Linked DNA regions of Mus musculus: all the other regions are linked to region 2. A link is a contact called in public HiChIP or PLAC-seq data. All regions are on one chromosome and are shown on one strand. Each heading gives the region's core, a stretch centred on a gene start, on an enhancer-like site or on the middle of the called end of the contact. The rest is flanking DNA. Distances are from core to core; before and after follow the strand shown.

Region 1 (2,745 bases), core at 230-2,729, 460 kb after region 2:
CTTGCCGCCGTTGAAAGGCCCTGCCTGCGTCGTGGGGGATGATATATGGGCGGGCACAGTAGAGTGCGGGCGTGGACATGTGTTCACGCCCGGACACACACACACACACACACACACACACACACACACTCTAGGCTGGCACTGAGATAGGAAAAAGGATGATGGCAAGGCAGGCTCTGAACTGGAACATGAAGGGAGAGAGACAAGAGCGCGCCCACAGGAGCATCTGCTCAACTCCGAGCTGAGCGCCAGCCAGAGGTTGGGGTTAAGTCCAGTGCGGCAGATCACTTACCCTCTCCCTGAAAGGCAGGAGGCTCTCGTGTTCCCACTCATCAACTGGCTGCAAATGTACTTCCCTCCTCTAAGGTCCTCAACTCACCCACCCCCCCCCCACCCAAATAGAGGGAAAGCTCTCTACGGCGATTAATGTCCTCTTCGAAGTCTACCTTAAGCCCACCTAAATTGGTTTCCTATCATAAACACGCTTTACAACGACCCGGGAAATCTTATAGGATGTATAAACCCCCTCGAATGCTTATAAAGTAGCACATAAAACGGCGCAAGCAGAGGGAGGTCCCCACCGCCCCCCCTCCGCCGCCCCGGGCCAGCCCCTCGGCCCGCGCCCCGCGCCTACCTGTGCCGCCGCTCTTTTCGGCCCCCGCCTCCCCCGGGGGGCCCTCGCCTTCACCGCCACCGCCTTCCGCCGCCCCCTTGGGCTCTGGGCCCGGAGTCGCCTTGGCGCAGGGACTGCCCCCGCCGCCACCAGCCCCTGGCTTGGGGTCGCCCTTGTCAGCGGCGCCCTCGGGCTGTGGCGGCGCGGGAGCGGGCTGGGGCTGCGGGCCGGCGAAGGGGGGTCCGGGCGCCGCCTCGTAGAACTGATCAAAGCCCTGGGGCAGGATGCCGTTGCGACCCACGGCGCTGTAGAAGTTAGAGGCTGCGGCCGCCGGACCGTGCGGCGGCCCGGGAGCGCCGCACACCGGCTCGGGAGCCTTGAAGAGCACGTCTGGCCGGCGGCCGGCGGGCGGGAGCAGATCTCGTTGCATGGCCGCCTCCTCGGCCGCCGCCGCTGCCGCCGCTGCCGCCGCTGCCGCGGCGTAGTAGGGAGCGTAGCCCCCGGAGCCGCCACCACCCCCGCCGGGACCGCCGCCGCCGCCGCCCCCCGCGCCACCGCCGCCTCCGCCGCGGTACGGCCACTTGGCGCGCTCCAGGCCGTAGTCGCGAAAGGCCACCTCCCGCACGGGCTGGACGTGTGGCGCCAGGTTGGAGGAGTAGGGGAAAGTCATCTGGCACGAGGACGGCTGCGAGAGGAACGACGGCTTGCTGGCGAAGTCCGACGGGGCCACGTAGTAAGCGCAGCCCGGCAGGTACATGCTGGCTGCGCTGGGGCCGCACTCGTCAAAGTCGTTCATGGCTGCGCGGCGTGCACGCCGGCAAGCCTCGGGCCGCTCCCCGCGCCTCCAACCTGAGCCATCGATTGCACAAGAGGCTTGGGCCAGGATCAACTAAGCAAAAATCCCCACCGGGCGCTGACGTGCAATTCATCTTGATTGATTCTGGTGGTAATTATGTCACGTGACGCCATGGAGAGAAATGTCCTTATATCTATATCAGCGCTCGCCAACACGCCCCGGGACGGCTCCTGGCGCCGAGACGCGCGCACGCTGGGGGCGGATCGGCCTCCAGCTCCCGCCAGCTCTCCCAGGGCACTCCCTGAGCAGGCTGCGCTGCAGGCCGGTCACCTGCGCGCCGCCGGCGGCTGCCACCGCTGGGCGCATCTGCCGCCACCGGACTGGGCCGCCCGCCCGCCTTAGCCCGCCCGCGCTGCTTTAAGTACCCGGACCTAGGCCGGAGGGGAGGAGGAGGGAGGGAGGAGGGGGAGGAAGGGGGAAGGGAGAGCAGTCGAGAGCGGTGGTGGTGGTGGTGGTGGGGGGAGCCCCGGCCCTGGCACAGAGGACTAGGTGTGAGAGTGTGAGGTTCCCACCCCCACCTTTCCTGCAGCCGCTCCCTCCCCCGCGACACAGCCACCCTCCGTAGCTCACCGGCTGGGAGCTTGTTGCTTCTTGTTCAAGGGGCGTAATTGCGACACTCTCTAGGGCGCAGGGAGCCCTGATTTACATATTTCTCTGCGGAGTGCGTTCCGGCTGGTAGGGATTTGGCTCTCTTGGGTTCTGACACCAGGGACAAGAGTGCAGACCCTGGAAAAAACGACTCCCAGGAGCTAGCTTGGCGTGGGCCTTGGTACCCATTCGGCCTTTCTTCTTCCAGGTTTTTCCGCTCTGTTCCCGTCCCTCCTTTCTTTGCTTACTCCTCACTCTTCTCCTTTCTCTCTCCTGTCTTCCTCTCTTCCTTTCCTCGCCTCCATCCTGCTTTCTCTCCTTTCTCCAGTCTTTCTTAGTACCTCCATCCTTTCCCTTTACTCTCTCTCTCTCTCTCTCTCTCTCTCTCTCTCTTTCTCTCTCCTCTCAATACTCAGCCAGCGTGGAAACACAGAGGTCCCGGTTTTCTGGCTTTCCTCAAAGCTCGAGGGTCTGAAGAACAAAAGGAAGATGAGTCCCACTCTCACAGAATAAGGTCCCTACTCACCGCCCACAGACAAACCCCTTGTGCTTTGGCCTTCCTCTCATCGTCTTCTGTGTTCAAGTCTCTTGGAGCTTTCACTGTGTTGGAGCCCCACTAAGCCCTGAGCAATCTCGTGGCATATCCCCAAGACTCCTCTGGAGCCCTTGAATTTGATGGTCATAGCAT
Region 2 (2,892 bases), core at 312-2,811:
TCTTAACCCCTCAAAGATAAAAAATAAATAAATAAAAAATGAAATAGAACACTAGCTCTCTGGTCAGGCAGAAGGCAGGGTCTCCACCGTTCCTCTGGTTTGCAAAAACAAAATAAAACCAAACAGCAACTGCAAACAGTGTTGTTTGCAGGAGGGTACAGACCTTAAAACAACTCGCGCCCTCCTGGGTCCCCAAAGCCTTCAGTGTGAGCTGTAGAAGCTGCACTCTCAACGCCAATGACACCATCGGCTGCTTAAATGGCACAAAAGTACACTTAGTACGAGAGCAAAGTGACTGACAGGGATCCGCCGAGCCAGCCCCACTGCCACTAGACCTGCCTTAAAGGCTCACACAAGGAGTATAAAAAGAAAAGCACATTTTGCAATAGAATAAATTCTTTTTTTTTTATTGAGACCGCGGAAAGTCACATGACCCTGAATGTAGCCTTTTAGGAAAGCAACAGAAGTGGTAAAGAAAGGAGTGTGTGTGAGTGTGTGTGTTGGGGGCTGGGGGGAACTGCCTTCTTCCTCTGCTGCCTCCCAGCCTGTCCGCCGCAGTCCACATTCTTCTGGGCGCATCTGTGGAGCTATTAAGTGGGATAATCCCTCTGGCCTTTGATACATTTCTGGACATGATTATTTCATTACTCGCAGTATATCAGTAGGATCATAATAAAAAGGACTTCTGACAACCTGCCAAGAGTTTTGTGGCCTTGTAAACACAAAAGTGCTCTAATAAAATTTTATTAAGTGTTAAAAAGTCATAAAAAGTGAAATAACATAAACTACAAAATTTACTGTCCTCAGCAAATGCTGAAAATATCGTCCACAGTAAAATTAAATTAGCATGTAATAGACAGAGCAGCAGTGTAGAGTGGGTTTAAAAGAGGATCCAGGGGGAAAATGACACTGTAACCTAATCAGGGTCACGGGGATTTAATTCGGATCCCCCCGCCCCAAATGTGAATAAATGTGCTGATTACAGACAAGAGCTCCGGGGTTACCAGAACCTCGCACATTGTCAATACTTTGCAAGAAATAATATATTGCAGATTGTAAGGCGCGCGGGGAAACCCAGCCGGCGTCCGGGGGCAGCGGCGCGGGCCAGGGTGTCCACTAGGGCGCGCTGTGAGACCGGGAATCTCCAGCAGGGTGCCCACGCCGCCCGGGGCCCTCGCACTCCGAGCCTCGCCCCCTCCAAATCATATTTACAGTGCGAGGGTCTCCCCCACCCACTCCTGTGACATTTTCTCCAAATCGGAAGAAAATGAAGTGTAGGTCGAGCTTTGCCGCGGGCAGCCCTCAGTTCCCCTCTTTCGGATCAAGAGCCTGGATGTGGGAGACGTTGTCCACTGTGATGCTAAGCCTGGGGGTGGGGGGAGCATTGGGGGAGGGGGCAGGCCAGCGCTCCTGGAGTGACCGTCCCCCCAAAGTAAGGCCGAAGATGACACGAGGCCGATGTCCAGCTCGTCTTAGGCCTCCGAGGCGCTCCAAAGGCTAACGGGGGTCAAGTCCGTTCCCGCTGGGGACAAGTGCATCAGCTCCAGAACGACCTCTCCCTTGCTTAGCCCTGCCCCGGGAGATCAGAGTGACCCAACGCCCTGGGGTACCGGCTCCCGCCTCCCTGTCGTCTCGTCTTGTTGGGCCAATCGTCTGGCTCTGGGTCGCTGCCCGGGCGCACGGGCTCAGGAAGGCAGCAGCTGCACGGGGTTCCCATTCCACCCGGGACAGGTATGGACCGGCCGGGCCCCTGGAGAGAGTCTCCTCTGAGCCCATCGCTGAGGCTCCGCCGGGAAAAGAGTAAACCTTCCTCTCCACGCTACTCCAAGTGGACACTGATGGGCAGGAAAAGGCTGGAACGAAAAGCCCTGGCCTTTGCTGGCCTCGATGGCTTTGCAGAAGAGAGGTGGCCTCCACCCACGTCTCCCCTCCCCCTCCGCGCCACACAGCAGGTTTGTAAAGAGAGGGATGCAAGTTTTGAAAGTTATGTTCTTCCAAGGAGAAAGGTGTTGGTCATGGTGCCCATAAGTGCTTTTTAGCCACAGAAAGTCAACATGTCACCTCTGTTTCTGCAATCCCCAAATGATGGTAATGCTGACTCTGAAGAGAGCGTGTGTTAATTGGAAGTTAGTGAAATGGGAAATGAGTGGGCAGTGACGTGTTTCGGGGCATTATTTCTCCTTAGGGATGGCCAAGGTCTGAGGCTCCATTTAAGAATTGGCCATTTTGCCAGAAACTATGTGCTTTTAGTCAAATCCAATTAAAGCCTGGAGTGGTGAGTTCACAGGCTCACACCGGGTCCTAGGGGGTCCCCGAAGAGGCTTCCGCCACAGCTACTAGCCTAAAGACAGCTTGTAGTTGCAGTTTTCCAGGTAGCAGGACGCCTTGAGGTGGGTGCACAAAGGCAAAGAGAATCCCCAAGCCGGCGAGGGGCAGAACTCACTGATTAACACGCCCCATGCTGCTTGCAGAGGGTGCGATGGCCCCTACCTGTACATACTTCTTGGTTTTTGAGAAGGGTGTTTGACTATTTTTAAATGGCAATGTTTCTCATCATCTGCAAAATACAGTGTTGAATTTTAAGTAGGTTGGAACAGAGGGCTTAAAAAAGTAAACACATCAATTTAATGTGATTTGACTGTTGCTATAAAGGCGTTGAGGGTTAATACAAACAGAACTTAAAGGAATGGATATATAACTGATACAGTTCCTCTTTGGGGCCATGTGTCTGTCTGTGGGGATGGAGCAGGTGGCACTGCAGACAGCAACTGTGGATGTGGTGGGTCATTACTACCTTTTACTGCCTATAAATACTTCCCCCTAATGGGTCAGAATGAGAGATTTTCATTTAAAACTCGTAAACTTGTTTTCTTGCACTTATGAAGTTCACGG
Region 3 (2,756 bases), core at 36-2,535, 400 kb after region 2:
TGTTAATCCCCTGCCAAAGAGGGGGGCTGCTTTGCGGGAATTTGTCTCCAGGAAAGGATCTAAGCCTTCTTCAATCGGAGCATATGTTCATAGAGCAATAAACCGGAAAGATTTACAGTCCTCGCCCGGCCCCCAACAGCCTCACACCCTTTCAGGAATTACTTACGATGATTTATCACACCAACCCCGGCAATTGTCACACTGATAAAATAGCCCGGGCCTGTGCCCGCCAAGCCGGGCCTTTGGAGGCTGTTTGGAAGCCCAGCCTCTAGTGAAGCTGGGGAGCCTTTTTGTGGGTTCCTTTCTGAGCCTACAAGGGGATGTTTGAGTGGATTGAAGTGGGTGGGGTGAGAGGGGCGACGATTCTCATTGAGAAAAACGCAAGCAGAGAGAGCGCCCTGAATCTGCGTGCAGGAGTCACTTGCTAAGCACATAAACATTTGTCATCTTTGAATAATTGAATTAATGTGTTATTGTTTGGATGTATAATTCATAACGGGGGAAACTTTGTTGCTGTCCTGACTAGAAATATATACACACCATAAATAAATAAATAAATAAATAAATAAACCACAACCCTAAACAACCACCACACAGAGACAGTTCCTGCTTGCCGAAATCCTTCTTAAAGTCAGTGGAGGCAAAGCACAGAAGTTGGGAGGTGGTAAGGAGGCATTTGAAAAGACTGTCTGCTGAGACACCCGAGCTGGAGCTTGCAGCTAAAGGAAGAGAATGTTTGCTACTTGCCCCCACCCCACGGACAGAGCTAGCTGGGGTAGGACCTAAGCAAAGGCACGTTTGGGATGTCAAATCTTCTTGGAGTGAGGGGAAACCAAGGCAACATGGGAGCAAGAGACCCTATGGCTTTTGCAGCTGGCCGCAGCCTCCTCTTCCTTGGAGGCTTCTCTTTGCCTGCGCTGCTCCGACTTGGGAGGTGGAGGACTTCTTTTTGTTTTGTTAGATAGTCAAAACAAAAAAAAAAAAAAAGAAAAGAAAAAAGAAAAAGAAAAATTTACAAATACAAAACTAAAGAGGAAGCAAAGAGAAGCTGCTCGCTGGGGCGACCAGCAGCTGAGCTTGGGGTGGGGAAGGCGGAGAGCAAAGAGAAGTAGCTTGGAATCATTATCTGTTGGTTAAAACCTGCCTGGGGTAAAATTTCAACTCGATTTTATAGCCTTCTATTATGACGCAAAGAAAAATTTACGAGCCTAGCTTGAAAAGAGGGCCGGGGCTTTTTTTTTTTTTTCCTCGCTGGTTTAAGAATAGGCGGCAGATGCGGTGACAGCGACCATTGTTCCTGGTAGACACAGGCGACCGGGCAACCTCGGCCCGCGTGCGCCAGGAGTGTCCCCAGCCAGGCGGTTTTTTTTTTTTTTTTTTTTTAAACTCCTGTTGTCTGGGGAGCAGCCTGCTCACACCCTCGCCCCTTACACCCTCACCCCTTGCACACCCTCACATCCTCATCCTCTCTCTCTCTCTCTCTCTCTCTCTCTCTCTCTCACACACACACACACACACACACACACACGCGCGCGCGCGCGCGCCCGCGGCCGCCCCTAGTAATTTTTCATAAGTGCAAAGCTTCGCTGAACCAAAGGTCACCATCCAAGCCACTAACAACTTCTGACCGGCGCGCTGTTCCAAACCAGAGAAGCAAAGGCAACTATTTGTCAGCGGCTCTGACAGCTAAGTTCATTAAGGATTGAAATCTGATGAAATAAAAGTCGCCCAAATATTTACCTGCGGGCCGCGCTGGGCGCCCTGGTCTGCGGGCGCAGGGGGCCCCCCTCGGCGGGCCGTGTTCTCGGGATCCCTGCACTTTCCAAGTCGGAGAGAGCCCTTTGCGTGGCAGATTAATGACGACTCCGTGTTTCTTAAGGGACGTGCTGAATTAATTATTTCGCCAATCACGTGGTCGCGACTTGTAGAAATCTATTCTTATCATCTTCCTCGCACTTTGAAAATTCTCCGGTTATGAGCGGCCCTCCCCTGACTGCCGCCGAGCCCCCAGCCTCCCATCCCGGCGTGGGGGGCAGGGAGGGCTCCCCAACATGGCGCCGTCTGCCGAGGGTCCGATTTACTGTACTGTACTCAACGGGCTTAGCTATGGACTCGCTTCTTCCTCATCCCTGCCGGTGATTCAATACACACAGCGGTATTGATGTATTGGTGGGCACAGGAGGAGCCATTAACCAGAAGACGGGCAGAGGACAATCATAAAATGTGTCTGAATATTTAAACTTCTGTCTGTGCACTTATAAATACACATGTCCACGCGTCTGGGGCGAGCCCTTCCATATATTAAGGACATATGTCCTACTTTATGCATCCTGCTTATTTCCTGTCTCCAGTAAGACACCCCCTATCTATTTTGGAACTCCTATCTTGGCCCCCTCTTCAAAGCTGAGGCCAAGATGTGGGAAAGCCCTCGTGATAAAAATAGTACATGGTACTTTTTATAGTAGAGAGTGTTTATTGTTGTCTGAGGGGCAAAAGAGATGCGGGGAAGGGGGGGGGGCAGGTGTTGGAAACACCAGAGGAGTTCAGTAGCCCCAGAAAAGTGGCAGTCCAATATGGGAGGCCAGCCTGGTCAGGTCGGAGCAACAACCACCAGCCAGTACTGGCTGGGCCCAGAAAAAGCATTCTCACCCAGCCTCTGAAGAGTGCAAAGGTTTCCCATAACTACTCTGAAGAAAATCTTAAAACTGGCCAGGGCCAAAAGCCGATTTGGAGCCCCCGGTAGCCCAAGCAGTTGC

What was found. HiChIP or PLAC-seq counts read pairs in DNA pulled down with a chosen protein or histone mark.
Region 1: a contact with region 2 is called in an H3K4me3 HiChIP or PLAC-seq map of stem cell-derived neural progenitor cells, with 79 read pairs. The contact joins the promoter of Hoxd11 here to the promoter of 2600014E21Rik in region 2. A contact is called at or near these places in 9 of 39 promoter capture datasets (the HPC-7 cell line, cranial neural crest, embryonic stem cells and 6 more), 2 of 484 Hi-C or Micro-C datasets (psoas muscle and urothelial organoids), 13 of 115 datasets of contacts at active chromatin or transcription factors (craniofacial prominence, double positive thymocytes, embryonic basal ganglia and 9 more) and 2 of 9 other capture datasets (liver and macrophages).
Region 3: a contact with region 2 is called in an H3K27ac HiChIP or PLAC-seq map of stem cell-derived stembryo, with 10 times the contacts expected there. The contact joins the enhancer-like site here to the promoter of 2600014E21Rik in region 2. A contact is called at or near these places in 11 of 39 promoter capture datasets (the HPC-7 cell line, cranial neural crest, embryonic stem cells and 7 more), 17 of 484 Hi-C or Micro-C datasets (cortical neurons, cranial neural crest, embryonic fibroblasts and 10 more), 18 of 115 datasets of contacts at active chromatin or transcription factors (craniofacial prominence, differentiating embryonic stem cells, embryonic basal ganglia and 12 more) and 4 of 9 other capture datasets (adipose tissue, embryonic stem cells, embryonic tail and 1 more).

Annotation. Positions count from the first base shown.
Region 1 is chr2:74,681,057-74,683,801 of GRCm38.p6, reverse strand. Hoxd11 (homeobox D11) reads right to left here and starts at 1,479. Exons shown (of 2, transcript NM_008273.2): 1 at 635-1,479. The coding sequence starts at 1,409.
Region 2 is chr2:75,136,324-75,139,215 of GRCm38.p6, reverse strand. It overlaps 2600014E21Rik (a long non-coding RNA gene), which reads right to left and starts at 1,561. Exons shown (of 12, transcript XR_001783367.2): 1 at 164-1,561. Gm13652 (a long non-coding RNA gene) reads left to right here and starts at 1,241. Exons shown (of 3, transcript XR_374685.4): 1 at 1,241-1,952.
Region 3 is chr2:74,732,025-74,734,780 of GRCm38.p6, reverse strand. The region is part of intron 1 of Hoxd3 (homeobox D3); the gene reads right to left. Among named protein-coding and RNA genes, the nearest start is that of Mir10b, 7.3 kb to the right of the region's middle. Within about 2 kb of position 1,285, at least 18 of the 459 cell types and tissues checked have an H3K27ac peak or open chromatin away from gene starts, as enhancers often do. A contact at or near this core is called in embryonic tail and stem cell-derived stembryo, where this site is marked.